2 separate regions of the Mus musculus genome follow, and region 2 is linked to region 1. The links are chromatin contacts, called in public Hi-C maps. All regions are on one chromosome and are shown on one strand. The core of a region is the stretch at or near the end of the contact, and the rest is flanking DNA. Distances in the headings are between cores, read along the strand shown.

Region 1 (5,650 bases), core at 1,332-3,831:
GATACAAACACACCCAACATGAACCCCCCTCCCCCCACAGAGACTGGGAGAGGTAGTGGGAGAGGGAGAGGGGGAGGGGGAGGGGGAGGGAGAGCATCATCAAGGTTTTAGGAAACTAACACAATCGATAAAATGACCTTCTTTTGAAAATAGATCAGTTACCTAGAGAACAAAAAATTGTCATCTTAATAGGGCTCTCCCCTGGATAAACTATGAACCCAGATCATGGAAACAGAAGGGTTTGGGCATTTATGGAAAGGGACAAGGCAGCCTGAGGCGATGTGCTTCTCTTAGGCCTGGTGCATAGGGTCAGGTTTCACTTTCCCTGAGAACCAAACTGTAACTAATTCTTTATAGTTGTACTTACCTATTTACTTGTTCACTTATTAATTTAGTTCTTTCTCCAGCGGCCTACAGACCCCAGCCCTTTTGGTAGCATATAGTTTCTGAAGTGGCAGATTATAATATTTTATGTGATATATTTTATTTCAGTTCTGCTTACAATGACTTAAGAATGTCCCCAGTTCCAGCGAATGACAAACACTGCCCCTGCAAGCATTTACTAGTCACCTTAGAAGTTTATGGGGACAGAAAAACCAGAACGTTGCTGTGTACTGTGTGTCGTCTCTCTTGCTCACTGGTTGTAGGATGAGAGGACAGAGTGTCACTAATGTGGCCACAGATGTTGAACAATCTTACTCAACAAATCGTTAGCAGGTGGCATCTAGAAACTAGTTATGTAACTTTTGAAAGGTCTCTCGGCCTCTGAATTAAGGCCTTTCCTTACAGATTTGGCTAAGATCAAGGCTAAGATCCCATTTGTGCCTTTCTCTCTGCCCCCTCAAGCCCCATCTCCTTCCCAAGACAGGATCTCACTGCACTCGCTTAAGCTAGGCTCAAACTGGCAAACTCCCTACTCTGAGTATCTGAACGCTGGGGTTACAGGTAATTGCTACCATATTGACCTTATGCTCATCTTAGCAGTGAAAGTGGTTAAAATGTGCCAGAAAGAATTACAGCTATCCTAAGTTCATATAAAAAACAATCTAACTTAGGGCATCTGTAGCACTGAATTGTTCCATCCAAAGACTAAGGCTTAATTTTAGGCACAGATCCTATAAAACAGTGAGTCTATATAGCTGTGGTTAGTAGAGTTTCAACACTACTGAAGCTGGAAAGAACCCAGATGCCCCTCAACAGAGGAATGGATACAGGAAATGTGGTACATTTACATAATGGAGTACTACTCAGCTATTAAAAAGAATGAATTTATGAAATTCCTAGCCAAATGGATGGACCTGGAGGGCATCATCCTGAGTGAGGTAACACATTCACAAAGGAACTCACACAATATGTACTCACTGATAAGTGGATATTAGCCCAAAACCTAGGATACCCAAGATATAAGATGACTTTTTTCAAGTCACATAATTCTATGGTTTTTCTCTTTATACGCCCTGGGATAATATGGCTAAATGCTACATCTTGAATATCTCAGGTCTTGGAACACAGTTCTGGCACCAGGTACAGATGCCAGCACCTGAATAAAAGTCTCTTCTTTGTTAAATATCCTCGTGGCCAGACTGGTGAATCTCTGAATGACCTAGACCCATAGCACCCAGTCAGAATTGGAATGGGGAAGTTATAAGAGGGCTGGAGAGATCTCACATGTGTCTGAGTTAAGTCCAGGCCCAGGGGAATTTTCTCTGACTCTGCAGTCATCTGTGCTTGCACCCCTCATAAATGAGAGCAAGTTCTGCTAACAGCATTTATCTTTTTTTTTTTTTAAGATTTATTTTATTTATTATATGGAAGTACATTATAGCTGTCTTCAGACACTCCAGAAGAGGGCATCAGATCTCGTTACAGATGGTTGTGAGCCACCATGTGGTTGCTGGGAATTGAACTCTGGACCTTCGGAAGAGCAGTCAGTGCTCTTACCCACTGAGCCATCTCACCAGCCCCAGCATTTATCTTTAACACACTTTAAGACTTCAGCAGTCCAAATGAAAAGCCCCGTACAGCACCCTTGCCTTGCACTGTTCTATGCTGTAGTCTGTACTCTGAGCTGAAGCCAAGCCTAGCCTCTGACATGCAGCACCAGTGAACTTTGCTTCTAACTTAGTTTACGTAACCTTTCCTACCTTTTTGGCTTCCAAAAACTTCTGGACTTAACTTCCTTGACCATGCCAGTAGTATACCAATAACATACACATTTGGGAGGCAAGTGAATCATGAGTTCAAGGCCAGCCTGGGCTATAGTGTGGACCCTGTAAGAATAATACAAATGTGCTGGTGTAATAGGGGCAAGGCTCTTTCTTATGGGGTCTATCAATGCTTTCTCACGGAATTGAGGCCTATGGCACAGGGGGAGAATTCCTGTCTGGTACTGTAAATCATATCAAAAGCCCATTACTAGAGTTGTAATAGGCACTAATGAGAACCCTACAGCTGTTGCTTTGCCAAGTGAAAATGAAGAGCTGATCAAATTGCCTCTAAATAACTCTTTATCCCCACCCAGTGGTGCCACTTGTAACCTCCCCTCCCCAGCCTGAAACTTGTTTGCTCAGGTTTCAGTGTTAGAGAGCATCGGGCGGAGCTTGCGGCCTTATCGTCCTACTACTCCCACTGCCGCTGCCTGCCACCTAGCTGTATCACCTGTTCACCTGTAACCTTACTCCAAGATGATTTGGCGGGAATCGGGCCCCTTCCCCTCCTTCATAACTCGGTGCACGAACTAGTAAAATTGAGCTTTGATCAGAATTTTGTCTTAGCTTCATCTTTCTCTTGTCTGCCTAGCTCCCTCTTCTCTTCCAGATTCCAAGATGCCTTTCCAGAACAGAACCCAGACATGTGAGCCGCTGGCCGGACACAACAGCCACTGTCAGCTTTGGCTAGAGAAGCACCTTTCTACAGTGGGCATCAGTAATAGCGGGGACTCGTAAGTGATCAAAATGCTGAGAGTAAGTGGTTGGTGAAGTTTCCATCGAAGTGGGGGGCATCTCCATTACACTGTCCACAGCTCAGAGAAGGTGAAGAGGATACAAAAGACTGTGCACTCTTTCATTTGTTTGTTTGTTTTGAGACAACATCTTTCTAGGTAGCCCTGGCTTGTTCTGAAACTCACTCTGTAGATCAAGCTGGCCTCAGCCTCACAGGCAGATCAAGCTGCCTCTGCCTCTCTTGTGCTGGGATTAAATGTGTAAACAGTGGATGAGATTACCAGGCAGGAGATCGGACCCCTCCAGCCTGTCGTGGGAGAAATGAGACTCATGGGATCCCTTCATCTCCAGGATCCATAAGCCGTTAATGGCGGGTGGAGGAGGAAAAGACATTTATTTTCTCAATGGTGTAGCTACTGGTAATGTGCACAAGTTCCTGTAAAACAAAACAAAACAAAACAAAACAACAAAAAACAATGAAATTCACTGGGTCATATAAAAAAAAGAGGCTGGTGAGACGCTCAATGGGCTAAAGAGCCTGTACCAGACTTGACACCCCGAGTTTGATCCCCTGGACCCATATGGTGGAAGGACAGAACAGATTCCACAAAGATGTCCACTGACTTTCACATAAGCACTGTGCCACGTACCTGCACACATAGAAAAGTCACCCAGAAGTGATTAAAGCCAAAGACGTGACAGTAAATATGAGAGGAAAGTGGGTAGATGAGAAAATGAAGGGGAAGTGAAAGTGGGAGGGAGAGTAGGAGTTGGAGGAGCGATCAGATGATCACACACATGCAAGTGTGTGTGACCTGTCACAACAAAGCTCACTATGTGTAAACTATCACACACATGCAAGTGTGTGTGACATGTCACAGTGAAGCTCACTTTACAAAAGTAAAAGCAAAAGGAATAATGGAAATGAAGAGAGATCTCACAGTGAATGAGAAAGGAAGGCTTGCAGAGGGCCAACAAAAATTCTCTTCCTCCTTTAAAATTTCCCTTGCCCTCACACATGCATACTCTCACATAGAGGCATTCATATTATACATGCACACACTTACACAGAGGGATAGTTGTTTTACACTCACACACACACATTCACAGAGACAGTCATCTTACACTTAAATATACATTCACACACAGAGAGGCAATCATCTCACACACACACACACACACACTCACATACAGAGACAGTCATCTTACACTCACATACATACAGATAGACAGTCATCTTATACTCACACATACACTCACACACAGAGACAGTCATCTTACACTCACACACAGAGGCAGTCATCTTACACTCTTACACACACATACACACACACTCACATTGACTCTCTTAAACATACTCATACACATTCATACAAAGAGACACTTGTAAAAGCATACACACACACACACACACACACACACACACACACACATTTTGATGCCGTTGGGAATCAAACCAAATGTAGGGCCTCCTGCATATTAAGCAGGTTCTCTGCCACTAAGCTGTCTTCAGCTCTTCATTTACATATTTAAAAGAAGTTACATTTATTTTAGTACAAAAGTCCAAACTCCAAACTTTAAATTTCCCAACATTATAATAATCCAAACTGTTGCTGGGATTATGTATAAAATGTCATTTTAAGCCCCATAGAGGGAACAACAATATGAACTAACCAGTACCCCCAGAGCTCTCAGGGACTAAACCACCAACCAAAGAAAACACACGGAGAGACTCATGGCTCAAGCTGCAAATGTAGCAGAGGATGGCCTAGTTGGTCATCAATGGGAGGAAAAGCCCTTGGTCCTGTGAAGGTTCTATGCCCCAGTGTAGGGGAATGCCAGGCCCAGGAAGCAGGAGTGGGTGGGTTGGTGAGCAGGGGGAGGGGGAAGAAGATGGGGAAGAGGGCTTACAGAGGGGAAACCAGGGAAGGGGATAACACTTGAAATGTAAATAAAGAAAATATCCAAAAACAAAAAGAGGTTTAATCCAGAAAAAAAAGTCATTTTAAGTGACCTCTGTGTACAATCCTGGTTCCTAATACAGGAAGTAAAGGGTTTATTAAATTCTTTAGGTAAGTAAATATTTATTTTGAGTTTCTATTGATTTCAACATGCTAGAAACTGAAACATTTCTTGGACTTAGAAACAGGGAAAGGCTGGGGAATTCCCATCCTCTTCCCTCGGCTTTTATTCAGATAGTCAGGTGAGCCAAGACATGCTAGAATTTCAACATGAAATGTAAATTTAGGGTTTTGTTATCAGGAAGCAATCCTTAAACATTCTTCCTGAATTCTGAGAATCTACGGATGCTGTTTCACACATAAAGGCATGGAGGCCCTGAGAAAAGACATACCCAGTGCAAAGGTTTATGGAATTCAAGGAGATTTGAATCAATTAAAAGGCAAAAAAAATACACATTTCCCAAATCTGTACATTTTCCTAATAATAAAAAAAAACCATATGAGAGAACTTTTAAGGAAAGGAGTATTACTAATTCTGTAGTCAGATTTAAATTAAAATTAAAAGATTTAAAAGAAAATTGTTCTACCTTAAATCAACTTATATGTAAACAAAGCAAGTTTTCAATTTAAAACCAGGCCAAAAGTATGCAGTTGGGTAGTTTGTGATTCCACATGAACAGCTGAACTGAAAGCTGGCCTCTGTCCTTGGGCAACTTATAAAGATGATATGACTACAAATAACAAAAC
Region 2 (5,650 bases), core at 826-3,325, 81 kb after region 1:
CTGTTGCCCTCTCTCTGAGCACAGGAAGACCGTGATAGCCCAGCCACATGAAAATAGATCTCAGAACAGAAAGAATGAGAGGCTTAATGACTCCATAAGAAGTTGATCAATGGATGCAGCATGATTTCACCATGAATATGGTCTTAATAGAAAACAGGGGCAGGTATGGGACATCACTGTACAGCTTCCCTGAACCTCTAAGCCCTGAGTGGGTCCCATGGCTGCTTGGGATTGGTTCTGAGAACATATTTTTTTGTTATTACTCTTTTTATAGTACGTCAATATTTTGGGAAAATATAATTAACATATGGGTTCTTCCATAATAATGCTGTTTCCTTGGTTGGTATCCTTGTAAGGATACTAGAAAATACCATGGAAACCAGCTGGGAAAATGTCATTAGCATCTGACAAGTGGCTTGGATCAGAATGGCTATCAGTAGAAATAAAAAGTGGTCTAGTCTTAGATATATTTTCCATGAAGAGCCAAGATAATTTTTTATTAGGTAGATATTTTTAGCATGAGAAAAAAAGAATTTCATCAAGATTTTGGATTGAGGAATGCTATTATAATATTATTATTGTTGTTGTTAGTGCGGGCATACATGCTCTGTCTCAGTCTCTCTCTCTCTTTCTGTGTGTGTGTTTGTGTATGTGTGTGTATATGTGTATGTGTGTGTATATGTGTATGTGTGTGTGTGTATGTGTGTGCATATGTGTGTGTATGTGCATGTGTATGTGTGTGTATGTGTGCATACATATGTGTGCATGTGTGTATGTATGTGGGCATGTGTATGTGTGTGCATATGTGTGTGTGCATGTGTATGTGTGTGCATATGTGTGTGCATATGTGTGTGTGTGCATGTGTATGTGTGTGTGTGTATGTGCATGTGTATATGTGTGTAGTATGTGTGTGTGTGTGTATGTGCATGTGTATATGTGTGTAGTATGTGTGTGTGTGTGTATGTGTGTGTGTGATGGAAAATACATCCAGTTAAAATAACCTTGGGAGTATTCTCTCCTTTTACTTCCTGGCTTCTGGAATCAAATTCCAATAATCAGTCTAGCATGAAAAGCATTTTTATCCTTTCATCTAGGATCCGGATCAAGTACTCTCAAACTGGAGCTCATACTTCCAAGACATTCAGGTCAGAGAAAGAGTAAGATTTGGGCAAATGATGAAGAAGAGACAGCCTGACCTAGACATTAAGAGTGATATCTTCCAGCAAGCAGGAAGCTACTCTGGTGTTTTGAGGGAAGATGAAGGCAGATGCTTGTTTTATACTTGTTGGCTTGCAGATTACACACGCTCATGAGAAGCTGTCTGAAGAGAAGGTGCAGAAGGGAACTGGGGCTTGTGGGAGGGGGAGGACAGATGAGCAGCTGGGACCGAAGGCATCAGCTTGTCAGGTGCCAGACTTGTAAGGGGTGCTGACTCAGGAGCCAGAGGAAGGATCTATCTGAAAAAAATGACGAGATCCCAGACAAAACGTAGTTGGAAGACTGACCACTGAGTTTGGTAATACAATAGTAAGTTGGCTAAGAATGACGTTGATAGAGTATTGATGGAAAAATGTCTCCCAGGAAACACTTAAAGGCTTTTTTAAATCTACCTTCTGCTCAGGTAACTCTGACATGTAGATTCTGTCTTCCTTCAGACAAAGTCTATTCCCTTGATGGAAATACAGAATTGTCATCACTTGACTCTCTTTGGCTTATGAACATGGAGATTTTATGTGCTGACTTTATTTTATGCTGAGCTTTATATTTTAGCAGAATGTCCAGCTCCAACTAGGTATTAAACATGGTTTAAACTGAAGCATTACACGGACCTTGTAAGTCAAATTTCCAAAGCAGATACTCTTCACCAAGAATGTGGAAATATGGTATAAAAGACTGAGTTAGTTGCTGACTGGTTCCTCATTTTTCTTCTCCTTTTCTCTCCTCTCAGATTTCAGGGACAGGTACGTGTCCATAAAAATAGAAGAAGGTGGAATTCTAACCTGACTATGAGTTCTGGAGAAGCATTGCTCAACAGCCAGAGGGAAAGCCCAGCCTGTGTCTAGTTCTCTGCAGTGATGCATCTTTGCCACGCTATCACAAACATTTCCCACAGAAACAGCGACTGGTCAAGAGAAGTCCAAGCTTCCCTGTACAGCTTAATGTCACTCATAATCCTGGCCACTCTGGTTGGCAACTTAATAGTAATAATTTCCATATCCCATTTCAAGCAACTTCATACACCCACCAACTGGCTCCTTCACTCCATGGCCATTGTCGACTTTCTGCTGGGCTGTCTGATAATGCCCTGCAGCATGGTGAGAACTGTTGAGCGCTGTTGGTATTTTGGGGAAATCCTCTGTAAAGTTCACACCAGCACCGATATCATGCTGAGCTCCGCCTCCATTTTCCACTTAGCTTTCATTTCCATTGACCGCTACTGTGCTGTGTGTGACCCTTTGAGATACAAAGCCAAGATCAATATCTCCACTATTCTTGTGATGATCCTCGTTAGTTGGAGCCTTCCTGCTGTTTATGCATTTGGGATGATCTTCCTGGAACTGAACTTAAAAGGAGTGGAAGAGCTGTATCGCAGTCAGGTCAGCGACCTGGGCGGCTGTTCTCCCTTCTTTAGTAAAGTATCTGGGGTACTGGCGTTCATGACTTCCTTCTATATACCTGGATCTGTTATGTTATTTGTTTACTATAGGATATATTTCATAGCTAAAGGACAAGCAAGGTCAATCAATCGTACGAATGTTCAAGTTGGATTGGAAGGGAAAAGCCAAGCACCACAAAGCAAGGAAACAAAAGCCGCGAAGACCTTAGGGATCATGGTGGGCGTTTTCCTCGTATGCTGGTGCCCGTTCTTTCTCTGCACGGTCCTGGACCCTTTCCTGGGCTATGTTATCCCACCCTCTCTGAATGACGCACTGTATTGGTTTGGGTACTTGAATTCTGCCCTCAATCCGATGGTTTATGCCTTTTTCTATCCCTGGTTCAGAAGAGCCTTGAAGATGGTTCTCCTTGGTAAAATTTTCCAAAAAGATTCATCTAGGTCTAAGCTATTTTTGTAACGCAATTCATGAAACCCATGTATTTTACAGTTTTTAAAAGCAGTTGGTGATTGGGGGCTGAAGAGATGGCTCAGTGACTAAGAGCACTGACTGTTCTTCTAGAGGTCCTGAGTTCAATTCCCAGCAACCCCATGGTGGCTCACAACCATCTGTCATGGGATCTAATGCCCTCTTCTGCTGTGTCTGAAGATAGCTACAGTGTACTCATAAACATAAACTAAATAAAAAAAAAGTTGGTGATTATATTTATGAACATAGTGAGCCAACTATAGGCACAGATTTCATGGTTTTTTAACATCAGTTATTTGAGTTAAAATATATATGTAAGTTATACTTTGGTGTTTGTATATAATCTGTTACTTGACATAGAACAGATATGATCTCGGACATTATTGTTATGTAGGTTTAACTGTGGTAAATCTAGTATTAAGACTTACATGTAAAAAACTTTTTTCTGCCCTTAGATGATCTTTTGTGAGCTGATGGTAATTGTTCATTCAGAAATTGAAATCACAAGGCTGAATTTAGAGTGCAAATCAGAAGGAATTTGTCATATATGAGTGTGTATATATGTATGTATATGAATACCTATATGTTCATATATATGTATATACACATATATGTTATTTTTGTAATGCAATCCATGGAACCAATATATTTTAATGTTTTTAAAAAGTTTGTGATTAAATTTATGAAAATGGTAAGCCAACCATAGGTTTTCATATATCTATCTCTCTATATCTCTCTCTCTCTCTATCTATCTATCTATCTATCTATCCATGAAAACAGGGGCAGAAATAGTGGTTTCCAAAAATATAACCTAAAAGGATGTAGGGAAATATAAATTATATTCATTAATTTGAAATTAAGGTATTTCTCAAATAGATCTTACAGAATTAGTTTCAAGTTAACTATCACTAGAAATTTGGATTTATTTAATGACAATGACATTTTCATGACCAAATTCATGACAAAGAAAGATAGCCAACTAAAATTAAGATAGCCAATTAAAATGTACATTCCATTGTCTGTTCATAAACCTGAAGATCTTCTAAGGAGGTAGTAAATTCTTCCATCCCCAGATACAGTGGCTCAGATCTGCAATCTCAGTACTGATGGCAGAGGCAGGGGCAGGTGCAGGGGCGGGGGCGGGGGCGGGGGGTGGGGGCAGGGACAGGGGCAGGGGCAGGGGCAGAGAAATTGTCATTGAAGGCCAGTTAGGCAAACAGCAAGTTCCAGGTCAGGCAGGGTTACACCATAAAACTGTCTCAAAACAAACAAACTAGTAACAACTGCAAAATCCTGCCTTCTGTTGCAATCCATTTCAGGATTGGGTTGTCTTACTGATTGGGCTAGAGTTTGCTCTAGCACATTTTTAAAAACAGAATAGTTGGCCTTTGACAATATTACATTGTAATACAAGTCTAAGAAACTATTTTGAATTCCTTCACCCATGTGACCAATTTGTTCACCACTGCCCGACTCAAAATTTCAAAAAGGGAACATGCATTTTTGGAGAATCATCTATACTTTACAGTGAGTTTCTGTGGCTTTATTTATTTCAAGATCTTCCTTACAGATTATTTCCAGATGTTGTATAAATCTTTTAAAAACTGTGGTACTGATTCACATGAGAAAAAAGGCTCTAGAAATGAAGAGCCCAAGATCCAGAAATAACTGTCTGGGTTTATGAGCAGTTGTGTAGCTGTGTGATCAGAGGTTGATTATGTACAGTCTAAGGGGAGTAGCTGAGTGAAAAGGAAAAAGACTAGTTTTTAATGTAACCATTATTGCCACTATTATATATGTTATATAAACAAGGTTATGTATAAACAATAAAGTTTATATTATATTTTCACTTGTTTTGTTTCTTGTTTTATAATATATAGGCATATTAAACTTTACATTGTTTTAACTTTTTTTAAATAATTGCTATTATTTTTTTGAGACAGGGTCTTAGTATATAGCTTGACTAGCCCAGAAGTCTCTGTGAAGACTAGGATGGTCTCAGACTCAGAGAGATTTGCCTGCCCCTGCTGCCCAAGTGCTGAGATTTAAGTATTTAGTCATTAAGGTTTGTATATACATTATGTCTAGCCATTGAGGTTTTTATATTCACCACATCCAGATGTTAAGGTTTCTAGGCACACATCCATTTCTTACTCTATTAGTCAGAATTTCTAGAACAATACTGATATTAAGGATGGATCTTATTACTTGGGTTTTTATTAAGCCTCTATCAATCTATTTTTGAACAGGTTCATGAGTCACGTAATTCTACATGTTTTGCTTAGTCTCCAAGCCCTTACCACTTGTCTTTCTTTGTAGTCTCTGCTTTACTATTCGTGAGAGATAGCCAGCCCATGTGGCTAGACAGGAGGATTTCACACTCCCAACTTTTCAGTAGCCTGCATCTTTTCAGGCAGAAGCCATTTTTGTTTTGCTTTTCCAGTCCCCATCTGAAAACCACTATTTTTAAAGGGGGTTTTCCATTTCAACTGGACAGAATCTCTTCTAATTGTCATCCTACCTCTGGCCTCTGGCCTTTCCCTTTAACTCCACAGATAAGTGCATAA

What was found. A called contact is a pair of places that touch in the nucleus more often than the background predicts.
Region 2: a Hi-C map of liver shows a contact between it and region 1, with 2.9 times the contacts expected there. The contact joins the promoter of Taar1 here to the enhancer-like site in region 1. A contact is called at or near these places in 7 of 39 promoter capture datasets (the 3T3-L1 cell line, embryonic stem cells, liver and 2 more), 2 of 484 Hi-C or Micro-C datasets (both in liver), 1 of 115 datasets of contacts at active chromatin or transcription factors (embryonic stem cells) and 4 of 9 other capture datasets (adipose tissue, embryonic stem cells, liver and 1 more).

Annotation. Positions count from the first base shown.
Region 1 is chr10:23,837,015-23,842,664 of GRCm38.p6, forward strand. No RefSeq gene overlaps it. Among named protein-coding and RNA genes, the nearest start is that of Vnn3, 12 kb to the right of the region's middle. Within about 2 kb of position 2,582, at least 22 of the 459 cell types and tissues checked have an H3K27ac peak or open chromatin away from gene starts, as enhancers often do. A contact at or near this core is called in liver, where this site is marked.
Region 2 is chr10:23,918,331-23,923,980 of GRCm38.p6, forward strand. Taar1 (trace amine-associated receptor 1) reads left to right here and starts at 2,076. Exons shown (of 1, transcript NM_053205.1): 1 at 2,076-3,074. The coding sequence starts at 2,076. The coding sequence ends at 3,074.